Regions from separate parts of the Mus musculus genome. Here regions 1 and 2 are each linked to region 3. A link is a contact called in public promoter capture Hi-C data. All regions are on one chromosome and are shown on one strand. The core of a region is the stretch at or near the end of the contact, and the rest is flanking DNA. Distances in the headings are between cores, read along the strand shown.

The links. Promoter capture Hi-C pulls out the DNA fragments that hold promoters and counts their contacts.
Region 1: a promoter capture Hi-C map of pre-B cells shows a contact between it and region 3, with 2.0 times the contacts expected there. The contact joins the promoter of Tgif2 here to the promoter of Cep250 in region 3. A contact is called at or near these places in 1 of 39 promoter capture datasets (pre-B cells) and 1 of 115 datasets of contacts at active chromatin or transcription factors (bone marrow-derived macrophages).
Region 2: a contact with region 3 is called in a promoter capture Hi-C map of second pharyngeal arch cranial neural crest. The contact joins the promoter of Dlgap4 here to the promoter of Cep250 in region 3. A contact is called at or near these places in 1 of 39 promoter capture datasets (second pharyngeal arch cranial neural crest) and 1 of 115 datasets of contacts at active chromatin or transcription factors (bone marrow-derived macrophages).

The regions. Positions count from the first base shown.
Region 1 is chr2:156,837,727-156,841,941 of GRCm38.p6, reverse strand. Tgif2 (TGFB-induced factor homeobox 2) reads right to left here and starts at 1,935. Exons shown (of 3, transcript NM_173396.3): 1 at 1,704-1,935. LOC115486128 reads left to right here and starts at 694. Exons shown (of 5, transcript XM_030252280.1): 1 at 694-760; 2 at 943-2,226; 3 at 3,406-3,524; 4 at 4,029-4,119. The coding sequence starts at 694. The coding sequence ends at 3,407. Gm14230 (a long non-coding RNA gene) reads left to right here and starts at 3,853. Exons shown (of 2, transcript XR_003953756.1): 1 at 3,853-3,896.
Region 2 is chr2:156,611,768-156,616,161 of GRCm38.p6, reverse strand. It overlaps Dlgap4 (DLG associated protein 4), which reads right to left and starts at 2,465. Exons shown (of 13, transcript NM_146128.6): 1 at 2,304-2,465. Gm14169 (predicted gene 14169) reads left to right here and starts at 2,740. Exons shown (of 4, transcript NR_040372.1): 1 at 2,740-2,876; 2 at 2,966-3,217; 3 at 3,588-3,695.
Region 3 is chr2:155,954,977-155,959,028 of GRCm38.p6, reverse strand. It overlaps Cep250 (centrosomal protein 250), which reads right to left and starts at 2,471. Exons shown (of 33, transcript NM_001130000.1): 1 at 2,372-2,471.

The DNA.
Region 1 (4,215 bases), core at 686-3,185, 880 kb before region 3:
AGGACAGCTGCGAGACCAGCTCAGGGAGGCAGCGCTGGCGGCGGGTGACAAGTTTACTCAAGGTTATCTTCACTTATTCCACTCTGGCTGCCTGCCAGAACCCAGTCTTCATAGTTTCCCTTCCAGAAGAGCACCCCTCCGCATGAACTTTCCCCACCTCTGGGTCCTGCACCCTAGGGTTGTCTGCAGGTTAGACACACACGCACACCAGCGATACCTCAATTTCCCTCCTGCAAGTTGAGCGCTGTTTAAATAACCGACCCGACCCACTGCTCACATCCCGCAAGTTCCCAGAGTTTTACAAACACACATAGCTAAATTTACACACTATACCTAGGACCAACGACTAGACTATCGAAACTAGCCCAACTCCTGCACCCGCCCACCCACGAACTCCAAGTGACCTGCCCACCCACGATCTCTCCGACCCAGGAGCACGCACGTCACCACACCGGCCATCCATCAGTTTTTTATACAACTGGGTTATTGGAGGCACCCCTTGGACACTGCACCCCATCAATCTCCTACACACTCCCACAACACCATCTGCAGCCACTCCCACAGGAACTTTCTGACAACTCGCCCAGCTCCAGATACAATCCCCCGGGCCGCACACTGAGGCTGGAGTTCCCAGCAGTTCACACAAAGCGCGCAGCCTCCCCCGCGGCCCAGACGCAACGGAGCACATGGCTCATGGGGCGCCGACGAATCCGCCGGCGCTCAAGGCACCCTCACTCAACTGTCCCCCACCAGAGTCACGGTGCGAGCAACAGCTCCCCTGTCGGTCCGCCACCCGGCGCTTGGGGGTTGGGGGGGGGGGACGACTTTGCAAGGAAAAAAAAAAAACTCACGTGTCCATTTTGGGACAGGAAAAAGTTTAGTTCCCAGCCCGTTCCCTGGTACTCCGCGCAGGGTGACTCTTGGGGCGCGGGGCCGCCGGAGCGTGCGCGCTCGGCTTTGTGCTCCGAACTCGGCCCGGAGGGGGAGGGGAAAAGAGGGGGCTGGGCTCCAACCTCCGCGCCGCCCCCCCCCCCCAACTCTGCGCCTGGACTCCATGTTGGCCGCCCCCCCTACATCGGGGACGCGCACAGCCCCCGCAAGACGCTCGGCTGCCCTTCGCCTGGTCCCGGGGTCCCGGCGCGCACAAACTTTCTCCGCGTCGCCAGCCCCACGCGCCCCACAGCCTTGGCCCGCCTGGGAGTGACAGATGCCTCGGAGACAGACTTTCCTTTGTTCCAAAGGAAAGGGGAACTCGCGCGGGCTCCCAAGCCCTCTCCGTCGGAGCCCCGCCCGCGGCCCCCACCTCCAGCTGTCACTCGGCGGCCCCCGGTCCCGCTCTGTCGCCGTGCGGGAGGGGGGGGGGCTGCCGGCGGTTAGCAACGTGCACTTTTGAAACCAAACAAACCCGCTCCCCGCGCGCTCACCCCGCTGCAGGGCACCGGCTGCCCTCTCCCAGAGGAGCTTTGGGAGCTTTGGGAGCCGAGCCCTCCCTCAAGGACCCCGAACAGCGCCCCCCCCGCCAACCCCGGCATTCCGCGCCAGCGTTCCGCGGTCCCGACTCACACACACCCCCGGGGCTCACACACCCACTGTCGCACGCGCCGGGACGACGCCCCCTCCCCCGCCCCGTCGCCCCAAGAAACTTTCCAAGTTGTCCGCGCGCCTCCTCCCGCGTCTCCAGCCCCTCGGCGCCCCGCACTCACCTTCCCTGGCGGCTTTCCGGCCCACGCGGCCTCGGTGGGGTGTGGGACCACCCGGCCGGGGCGGGGGGCACCGGGGGAACGCGCCGCGTACCTGCCGGGTCTGACACCCGCCTGACAGCTCGCGGCTGGAAAGCACCTCGCGACCTGACGTCAGATCCCCTCTCCTCCCATCCCGCCTGCCGCACCCTCCCCCACCGCCCCGAGGCAGAAACAAACTTTGTGCAGAGCGTGGCCAGCTACGCCCACCCTCGGGGGCGGGCCCGCAGAGCCAGGGGGCTTCGCCCCGCCCACGCGTCGGAGGGGGCGGGCCCGCGGCACCTCCTTCCTGCGCCCACCCACCTTAGGAATGCCGCATGGCCGGGGCCCGGGGCGGAGCGGTGGGACCAGGGCTCCCGGAGTCAGCTCCAGGGCAGGAAGTGGCCCGCTCCTCCTTTCAGAGAGTGTTTCCGGAGCGCCTACTGTGTGCTCCTCCATGGGGGTGGGGGCACTACCAGGCACAAAGGGTGCCAGTCCCCGTACCTTTGTAAGTTCGCCTCCTCCTCTGGGAGCTTGCCCTTGTGGGGATGGGGAAACTGAGGCTCAGTCGGCTCAGAGTAACTCCCAGGTGCTAAAGGACCAGTTGTTTTGTCCGCTCATAAGGCAAACGGCGCGGCGAAGACCACTTGGGATAAAACCCCAAGCCTAGCGCAGATGGTCGGCCAGGGGTGAGTACAGGCTGCACCCCAGGAGCGTGAGTGAGGCAGGCACCGTGTCGCAATTTGGAGGTGGCCGCATTTACTCGCTGGTCCCTGCCTTACCACGTGTGCCAGTGTCCTTTGGCCAGGTGGGTCTGATGATAGAGCCGAGCCTTTCCCTTGGTGGCTAACCCCAGTTGGAGAGGGTGAGGCTAGGCGCTTCCAGCGGTCCAGGCTAGGGTCATTTTACCTCAAGTTTTCCTTGCGTCCAAGTTCCCTGACTGTTTGTCTGTCTCTTGCTATCTGCATAAGTGTGGCATAGCCTAACTCCAGCTAACAGGCCTTTTCTGGGTTTGTGATCATATAGGCCCAGAAACCTGAGACCCACGTGCCAGAACCAACAGCATCCGAACAGTCTTCCCTGATTGTTATTTTTTTTAATGCTGTTATCTTCTAATCATTTTACTGTTGAGTTTGGGTCTTGGGTCAGACTTAAGAGTGGCGCACCTGCTGCAGCTAAGTGACAGAGACAACAGCTGTCATTGCTGCAGCAGACTCAAGCTTTTGTTTTTCGTTGTACTGTAGTCACAAAAACTTTGGCAACCAAAGTTAAGTTTTCCTACCAGAAGGCCCTAAGCCAGTCAGGATGCCGATTAAAAGCATCTTAAGGTGGGTTTCATAGAAGCCGGACTTGCCTGGAAATCCTTGAAACCAAGATGGCCATCCAAAATCAAAAACATTGCCCAGAACCCTCTTTTTTACTGATGGTGACACCAAGTCTCAGAGAGTTGGTCACAAGCAATTTCTTAGCCAAGTCATATTCCAGCCACAGACCTTTGAAAGAATGAAGGAGATGGGAAATCTTAGGTAAGAAAAGTAAAAACCAATTAGGTCTTGGCAAAAAGCAGGGACTGTCATATAGGTGTGACATGGAGGGAAAATAGAGGGATAGCCCAGTGAATCTGGAGATGTGCCCTGGATCTCATACGATCCAGGCGTGTGCAGCAGGTGTCTTTTCTTTGTGACAGGAGCCTCTGGTGGGCAGTCACAAGCCCACGGATTCCACCAGTGACCCCAGGCCTGCTCACATGAGTGACGCGTTCCTCCCCATGGCCAGCAGCAGAGCGGACTGAATGCTGGGTGACAGGTCTGGAGTCTCCCTGACCCGCTTGGCAGGATCCAGGGTTGGGGTGAGGGGGGCTCTGTGTCAGGCTGGCTCTGTGTCAGGATTTCACATAAACAACTTCCCTAGCCTAAATATACCATGAACTCGACAGTTGCCAGGTCTGACTGCTCTGTAAATGTAGTTTAAGCTCTGTGCATCTTCACCCCAGGCATTCCCACTCCTGGGTTCATGATCCTGGAGCAGCTGTGCATGAAGTTAAAGCTTGCATGAGAGTATTCTTCATACCGCTGTTCTGGAAAAGCCAAACGTCTAGGTGCCCTTCCTGGGATCTGGATGGTAACTGATAATCATGGAACCATACGATCCCGTAAATCTGTGTTCCAAGTCAGAGAGGTCTGACATGAGTTTATTTTCAGCTATAATATTCGGCCTAGAAGGGACTTTGGCCAGACGTATTGATAATCCTGACAAGCTTTTTCCAACTGGGGTTTGGTTTGGTTTGTAACAAGTCTCTCTGTTTCTCAGGCTGGCCTCAGACTCCGGTGCTCAAGGATATTCTTGCTTCAGGTTCCCAAATAGCACTGCACACTGCACACGTGAATCCCCATGCCTGATGGTAAGTTATTATTATTTATATTTATTTATTTATTGAGATGTGGGGGGTCTGGAATCCTTCTTGTACTTCAGCTTCCTGAGGCTGTTTTTCCTGCCA
Region 2 (4,394 bases), core at 1,216-3,715, 660 kb before region 3:
AGGCTTTTTTCCAAAGGCAATGTTCAGGATGAGGCCAGGCTGATGAGTTAAGTAGGTGATGTGGGTGGGGACTTGGGGGAGGGGGTATGGGCAGAGGACCCAGTATGCTCAAAGACCCTGAGGCTAAATGCAACCTGAACACAGTCCAGGAACTGAAAGCAGGCCAGGGAGACCAGAGCCAAAGTGAGAGAAGATGGGGAGCAAGATGCAGCTGAGAGGTAGCTGCTGCGGGGAGGGGGCTGGGCTTCAGGCTGGGAACTATGGACCAACTATATGCTTTCCAAAAACAGAAAATCAGAATTAAAATTTTTTCATTCCCATTTCGGAATGTTTAAATGAAAATATACTAAAGTCCACTGGAGTTCGGGAACGCTATTTTTAAAATTTATTTTATTTTATTTTTCAAATCAATGAGTACTCATCAATTACAGTTGTAGGGGAGGGGCGAGACCCTGCTCTCTGCTGGGTAAAGGGCAGCGGACAATATCCCTCAGTGTGTAGGTACGCTGGCATTTATGAAGCCAGATGCCTGTGAGCCACAAAATCCTAACAAGATGCCAGTGGGTGCCCCGATACACTAGATACGTCACTGAGTCCTCTGAAAGCTCCCAAGTACACGTTCCACCCTCAGCCCCTGAGTGCTGCGCAGCCTTCCTTCAAAACAGCAAGTTCGGCTGCCAAGCAGCCGTGCGCCGGCCCGGGGCACAGCCCTCAAACCTGCAGCTCATCTCTGGCTGACACCAGCAGGATAGTCCTGGGTACCGGGTTCTGTAAGTCAGTCATCAGGCCCTGCCTACCCCACACTTTCTCTTGACTCGGGGCCCTGCCCACCTACCTCTCCAGTGCCCAGCCTAGCTCCACCTGGCCTAAATGGACGAGGGCTTCGCGGACACCACTCACAGGCACACCGGGCATTGCCCAGCTTCCGGAGAACCCACACACTCTATCCCACCCCAACCCCAATACAGACACAGGCACACACGCCTGCCCCACGTGCACAGACAGCATCGTCAGAAGCTACTGGGAACATACTCGGAGCTTGTTGAGCAGTCGCTGAAGCCCAGCTGAGGGGGAGGATGGCCCCCCAACCCGAGCCTCGGCTATCAGCCCGGAAGCCAGCTCTGCGGCCCCACCCAGTCCCGCTGTCCTTAACAGTCTGGCTCAGGCCCCTCGGACCACCCTTGGCCCAGGCAGCCCACAGTTTTCTATACCAGAGGAAGGGGAGAGAGGTAGCCACCTGAGGGAAGAATTCCACAGACTCCTCCAACAGGCATTCTGACATGGTCCTGTCTGGTGAAGCCACAGAGGCAGAGGGACCGGACCCTCCCCCACCGCACAGGAGGTGCCAAGAGTAGAGGCGGGGCAGTCCAGCCTCCTTAGGGCTGGGGACTGCAGCCCCCTCCCCCTCTGCATTTTCTACTTCCAAGCAGGTGGAGGTGCTGGGACATTCCCCCCCCCCCCATCAGCACAGTCCTCCAAGCGTAAGGTTCCCCATCCTTTGGGTATCTCCGCCACAACTGGCCTTCACCCACCCACCTACCCACCACCCTTCCCCCATTTCATTTTCCCCCACAACATCAACAGTCGGTGACAGCCCTTTCCGCAACACAGGCAGCATAGAAGAACGCGAGAAAGGAGATGGATGAAGGGCTGGATGGGGAATCCGACAAGGCAAGCTCTGCCCAAGGAGGCCCAGGGACCATCACTTGCCCAGGTAGCACATGTCCCCTCCCAGCAGGCCCTGCACATCTGGACCCAGCTGGCCTCCGCAGCCACCTGGTCTATCCTCCACCCGCTCTGTACGCGAACCCCCGTTCCCGCGGGGCGCCGCACGTGGGGGCCTCCCGTGGCCATGTGAGCGGCCCCCCCACAGCCCAGGTGCCAGGGTCGCTCGGCCCCTCCCGGGCAGACGAGCGCTCCGGGGGCGATGCGGCGCGGGGTCGCCCGCCCCCTCCCCGGATGCCCGGTCCCGGGGAGATCCCGGGAAGGGAGTACGAGCGTGCGGCAGGCTGAAGGCAAGGAAGCCCCGGCCGCCCGGACACGCGGCTGGGAGGGGGCTGCCGCTGCCAGCCGCCTGCGGATGGAGGGCCGGGAACCGCTCCTGCGCCCCGGCCAGGGAAGGGCCGACAGCATCGGAGGGGCCGGCCCGCGTCGGTCCCCAGGCCCGGGCGCCACTGCCCGTCAGAGGATCCGGGAGACCCCGTCGCTGAGCGCATCTGTCCCGGGGTCTGCCCGCGGCTGGGGGCTGCCCCCGATCTAGCCTCGGAGGAGGGTCTTGACGCGTGCCACCCCCGCGCGCTCACCTGCGCCCTGCGCTCGACCGCCTCGGTCCACTCGGCCTCTGCGCTGCGCCCGCTCCGCTCGCTCGCTCGTTCCGCTCGCTCTAAGCTTCGCTCGCCTAGGCCCCGGCCCCGGCCCCGGCCCGCGGGCGCCCCATGCCTCTCCTCCGGCCGGCGCGGCGCCCCAGATGCGGCTGCGGGAGGAGGAGCCGCGCGGCCCCGGCTCCCCGAGAGCGGCGGGGAGGGGGCGGGGGGCGGGGAGACGCGCGCGGGGGAGGGGGCCGCGCGGCTGCGCCCAAAACCAGGCGCGGATCAGGCCGGGGGCCCGGGGCTGCGGGGGACCGCGGGGGCCGCTCGGGGCCCGGCGCGCCACCCCCGCCGCCCGCCCGGGGAAGGGAAGGGGAGGGGAGGGGCACCGCGGCTGCGGACGCTGGGTGTGTAGCGGAAAGAGCGCTTGGGAATCTGCGACCGATCGTCCAGAGAGGGCAGACTACCGGAGCGAGGTTACACAGCGCTGGCCGCGGTGGCGCGCGAACTTGGAAACCTGGGTTATTGAGTGGGTCGGCAGGAAGGTGTTTTGGCTGCGTTCACTGTGGGGTAGGAAAACTGAGGCACGGGAAAGATGCGGCTGGTCTGGGTCTCGCTGCGGGAGTCAGGCTTCTTCTCACCCCTCTTTCTCCCGTTAGGGTTCTTGCCTCTAGGATCGGGTGCCCCCTCCCGGTGACCCGCTTCCTGGAGAACCCTTGTTTTGGGCAGCAGTACCTGGCTGGCTAACGCATCTCTGGAATTCGTGGCCGGGCACCTGTCCTCCCTCTCACGGGGGCTCTGTGATCACGGACCATAGTCCGTGCTTCTCCCTGAGCTCGTTTTTCTACCCGCACAATCGGGACCACATAAGCATCTACCTCCTTAAGAAACCGAAGAGATAAAGAATAGAGGTAAGCTCTTCGTACTGGATCATGGCATTCAATAGGTGTCAAATGGATGTGCCTCCTCCCCTGGCTCCCACACAGCTGTCCCTGGAGAATACTAGGTATGCAACTGAGGCTCCTCCAGGCCTCTTTCTTCTCTTCCACTGCCTGCCCACCCTCCTCACATCTCTACCCCACTATTCTAGTCCTAGCCTCTCCTCTTGCCTGAGCCTGCAATGCCCTCCCACCATCTCTCAGTGACAAACTCCTACTCATCCCTCAAGACCCAGAGCAATTTCATGTACCAGCTTCTCACACTACTGGCCCACCCATGCCTCCCTTCAAAAAAAAAAAAAAAAAAAAAAAAAAAAAACAACCAACCTTCCCTTTCTCCCAGGGTTTGTGCTGTTTGGACTCCCACCAACTACAGCTACTGGCCCAGAGGAGATCTGCCATGACCCATGCTGCAGGAATTGGCTTCCTGGCTAAGATAGGCAGAGGAAAGGTCAGTTTGGAGTCCTAGAGGAGGGTGAAGGGCAGGAGAGGAGGGACTGTAGGTTCAGGCAGCTGTCACTGGAGAGGAACAAGGTCCCTTCCCTTGGGTAGCTAAGAAGACCTCTATGGATTCGGAAGCCTCTGGCAGGGCTGAACAGTGGCCTTGCACTGTGTAGCTGGCTAAAATGAGCAGGTGTCGACCGGCCTCAGAAAAGGGTTTCAGGGCCTTGTTCACCGAGGCTTTACAGCAGCACTGACTATAAGTGAAAAGCTGATCACAGTCTAAACAGCCGTTTGTCTGGAGCCGGGTAAAACAGTGACCACAGAAGGCTGTCCCCATGCCACAAGCCTCAAACATCTGTTAGGACGGGTCACAGAGCCACACTTGGCTTGTGAGGACTCAGAGATGGATTTCATGACTTGTGAGCTTCACCTGAATTCAATATGATCTTTAAAATAATAATAACATTAACAATAATAATAATAATAATATGTAATTGGATTTTTAAAAAAGCAAGTTGCAGCTGGAAGAATCGGACACATAGTTGGAAAACAGACAACATAAGGCTATGCATTATTTGGGGACACTGGCATATGTAATATAAGAATACACACAGGAGTGATGAATAGCAGATTTTGACAAGTAGTGGCCCCGAGGACAGGTGATGGGAGTGTGGTAGAGGCTTCAGTGTCCCTGAAACAGTGTGCA
Region 3 (4,052 bases), core at 1,222-3,721:
TGAAACAGACCTGGTGTATGAAGTGCCGTTATATATTATGCCATTATATGAACAACATTAAGTAACGTGATCCTTCTGATCACCAACACAGCTTTACAAAATGTCGGCAGCTCCACAGCTGTTCACAGAGCAAAAGTAAGATCATAAACAATGGATAGTGTTTCACGCGTACAATAATCAGCTGCAACTTCCATTACCACAAAGTAAAAACTTAGAGGGATTAAGATTACTGTCCTCAGCCAGGCGTGGTGGCGCACACCTTTAATCCCAGCACTTGGGAGGCAGAGGCAGGCGTGACTATGTGTGACTTGTAACTACCTGGAGGATGCAAGGGTCTCTTCAACTTCTAATGCCCCCAGACACACATACAAAGCACTCATACATATGAAATAAAAATAAATAAAATCCCAAAAAAGAGAAAAAAAGATGAGCCAGGCGTGGTGGTGCACGCCTTTAATCCCAGCACTTGGGAGGCAGAGGCAGGCGGATTTCTGAGTTTGAGGCCAGCCTGGTCTACAGAGTGAGTTCCAGGACAGCCAGGACTACACAGAGAAACCCTGTCTCAAAAAAAAAAAAAAAAAAAAAAAAAGGAAAGGATGAAAGAAAAGTAGGATTCAGAAAATGGCAATGTAAGCTGGACATGATGGTGCACTCCTTTGATCCCTGCGAGTGGGAGGCAGGAGGTAGTAGATCCCTGAGTTTGAGGCCAGATTGCTCTTGCAGGGCATGCAAATTCAGTTCTCATCACATACTAACAGCTGCCTCTAACTCAGTTCCAGGAGGTCTACAGCTCTGATACCTGCATTTGTATCCACTCTGCTGCCCCCATACACATAATTAAAACAAAATTTTGTTGTTGTTTTTTGTTTGTTTGTTTGTTGTTTTTCGAGACAGGGTTTCTCCGTGTAGCCCTGGCTGTCCTGGAACTCACTTTGTAGACCAGGCTGGCCTCAAACTCAGAGATCCGCCTGCCTCTGCCTCCCAAGTGCTGGGATTAAAGGCGTGCGCCACCACACCCGGCTTAAAACTAAATATTTTTTACATGGGAGCATGGTTCCACAGGTAAGGAGTTGGCCTAATGATTCTAACCCACACGAAGGCTAAAGACATCTCCACAACGTCCTCTATAGCCTTCACGTGTCCACCAGGCGCAACTGGTTAGTAGCAAAGCGGAAATCAAAGTCTAATTCAATTCCAAATTCTATTCTCATTTCATTAGCTGCCAAAATCAAAAAATATAAAACTCACAGCACTGCAGAGCATTTCCTAAGGGGAATGAATTAATGACATCCACACCTGAAGCTTTCTGAGGTAATTTGAGCAAAATGTGACAATATGTTCCTGCAGCACAGGGTGTAGATGTACCAGTAAGACAGTGCAGAGCTGGCCTTGATTTTTGTTAAGAAAACTATCGATTTGGTAATATTATCAATCCTACTTCATAAGCTTTCTCAGGGCCCAGCCTAGACTCACAGGCCTGAAATCTCAACACTGACTGGCTGCATAAGACGCTGGGTTAAAAAAAAAAGCAGCCCTTTTATTGAAACGTGAGTTGCAACCCTGACCTCCATATCTTACAGGCTAACGTATAAACAGCAAACTAAAGGCAATCTAGTTAAGTCATAATATTCGTAGGGGGTTCTAGCTCATTGTGAAACTTGATTTATAAGTGCTTGTTTCTTCGTGCATAAAACGTGAATATACAGAACGCACACCATAGATCGCTGCATGGATTAAAGGGGCCTTTGTAGGTAATGCATTTAATAGAGCTGTCATCTTTCGACTATTCAGTAACTTTTTTTTAGTTACTAGTAGTCATCATAGGGCATAAGAGTTGAAAAAAAAGGACATGATTTCTAACAAGCCCAGAACAAGAAAGAGTGGCAGAACACTGACTTGGGCAAAGTTCGCAAAAGGCAAGAATCTGATCAGTTGAGCCTGGAGCAGGCCTCAAGAAAGATTTTTAAAGAAGTGATCTTTGAGTTCTGAAAAATCAAAGTTCTGATAATGGGGCAGTGGGCTGAGAGCGGACTTTCAGGGGAAGATCACATGCAAAGCCGTATGAGCACAGGGCGCTGCAAAACTCCCGGGTGCACGGAGCGTGATCCGCAGGGCGCGCAGCATCTCATCCCGTCAGCTCCGGGCTACGACAGTGGGCCACCCGAGTGTGAGGTTCTCTGGGCGGCGGCTGCAGCAGGAAACTGAGGCAGGCAGGCCCCGACCACTGGGACAGGTCCCAGCCCCTCTCTGGGCCCGGGGTGCCTCCCGGGATACAGGAAGCCGCTGTCCAGGCGACATCCCCGCGGGCGCCCAGGCCCTGGACCTCGGACCGTTACGCTCAGCGCCTCCCGCCTGCCCCTGCCCACCTCACCAGAGTCGGTTCCCGGGGATCCCGAAGCGCTCCGCAGCTACCGAGGCCGCTGCAGCAACCTGCAGGCCCGGCCTGGGGCCGCCCTCAGTCTGGAGGCCAGGCCCCGCCCGTCAAACTCCCGCCCTTTCGTGGGGAACCGCCCAGCCCAGTCCAGCCGAGCGCCGGGAATGAGTGCGCCGCTGCAAACCTCTCGCCATATTAAGTACTGGCAGCCAACTTACTAGAGAAGCCCAAAAGGAAAGGGGGGGATATAGTGAGACCAAGGTCGCTCTCCAAAAGTAAAGACAGTCACCGTCTCTGAATTCTAGCACTGAACGTTCTGAGGTGGAGAAGAAACACTCGCCCGTAAGCTCCCGCCTGTGGCTTCAGAGTTAAGTACTGCGCATGCGTGTAGCCAAGGTCTCGGTGCACCTGCGCACTGTCTCACCAACAAAGCCAAGTACAGTAACTGGGTGAAAGCACCTAGCTCCAGTTAAATCTGGGCAAACGAATGTCTCAGCTTTAGATCTTTACTGATCCTCCACGCAGCCCCAGGAAACAGAACATTCGCAAACAACTGTGTCGTTGGCTACTTTGTCCGGTTATGACTACCGCTACTTGACTGCGTTCCGCTAGGAACGGGGAGTTATTTTGATAATATATTGTACAATCATTATTGACGCATTTTCTTAGCATTGATTTTTTTCATTTATTTATTTATTTATTTTGGTTTTTCGAGTCAGGGTTTCTCTGTGTAGCCCTGGCTGTCCTGGAACTCACTCTGTAGACCAGGCTGGCCTCAAACTCAGAGATCCGCCCGCCTCTGCCTCCCAAGTGCTGGGATTAAAGGCGTGCGCCACCACTGCCCGGCTTTTCTTTCTCTTTCTCTCTTTCTCTCTTTCTCTCTTTCTCTCTTTCTCTCTTTCTCTCTTTCTTTCTTTCTTTCTTTCTTTCTTTCTTTCTTTCTTTCTTTCTTTCTTTCTTCCTTCCTTCCTTCCTTCCTTCCTTCCTCCCTCCCTCCCTCCCTCCCTCCCTCCCTCCCTCCCTCCCTTCCTTCTTCCCCTTCTTTCTTTCTTTCTTCCTCCCTCCCTCCCTCCTTTCTTTCTTCCTCCCTCCCTCCCTCCCTTCTTTCTTTCTTTCTTTCTTTCTTTCTTTCTTTCTTTCTTTCTTTCTTTCTTTCTTTCTTTCTTTCTTTCTTTTGTGTGTGTGTGAATTTTTTATTCATTTATATTAGTACACTGTAGCTGTCTTCAGACACACCAGAAGAGGGCGTCCGATCCCATTACAGATGGTTGTGAGCACCATGAGGTTGCTGAGAATTGAACTCAGGACCTCTGGAAAAGCAGTCACTGCTATATAACCCCTGAGCCATCTCTCCAGGCCAGCATTAAATTTTTATTTGATTCCCAGTTGGTTATAATTTTAGTAGAGACAAAACAAACAAATAAGCAAAAACAAAGAAATGAATCATCTCAGTATATACCAAGACACGAGGTGGGACTTGACACTTCGATTCAATTCCTGAAGACTCAGTAGACCAAAGGTGAAGCCAGGAATCTGCATTCTTGCAAATACCCCAGATGATTATGCACTATGGGAACTACACGAGACAGAGTCCTTCTTGGGCATCTGTGACTCTAGCACACAGTACAAGGCCATCTGATACAAAACAGATGCCCAGAAGTGTTGAGTGAACTAATTA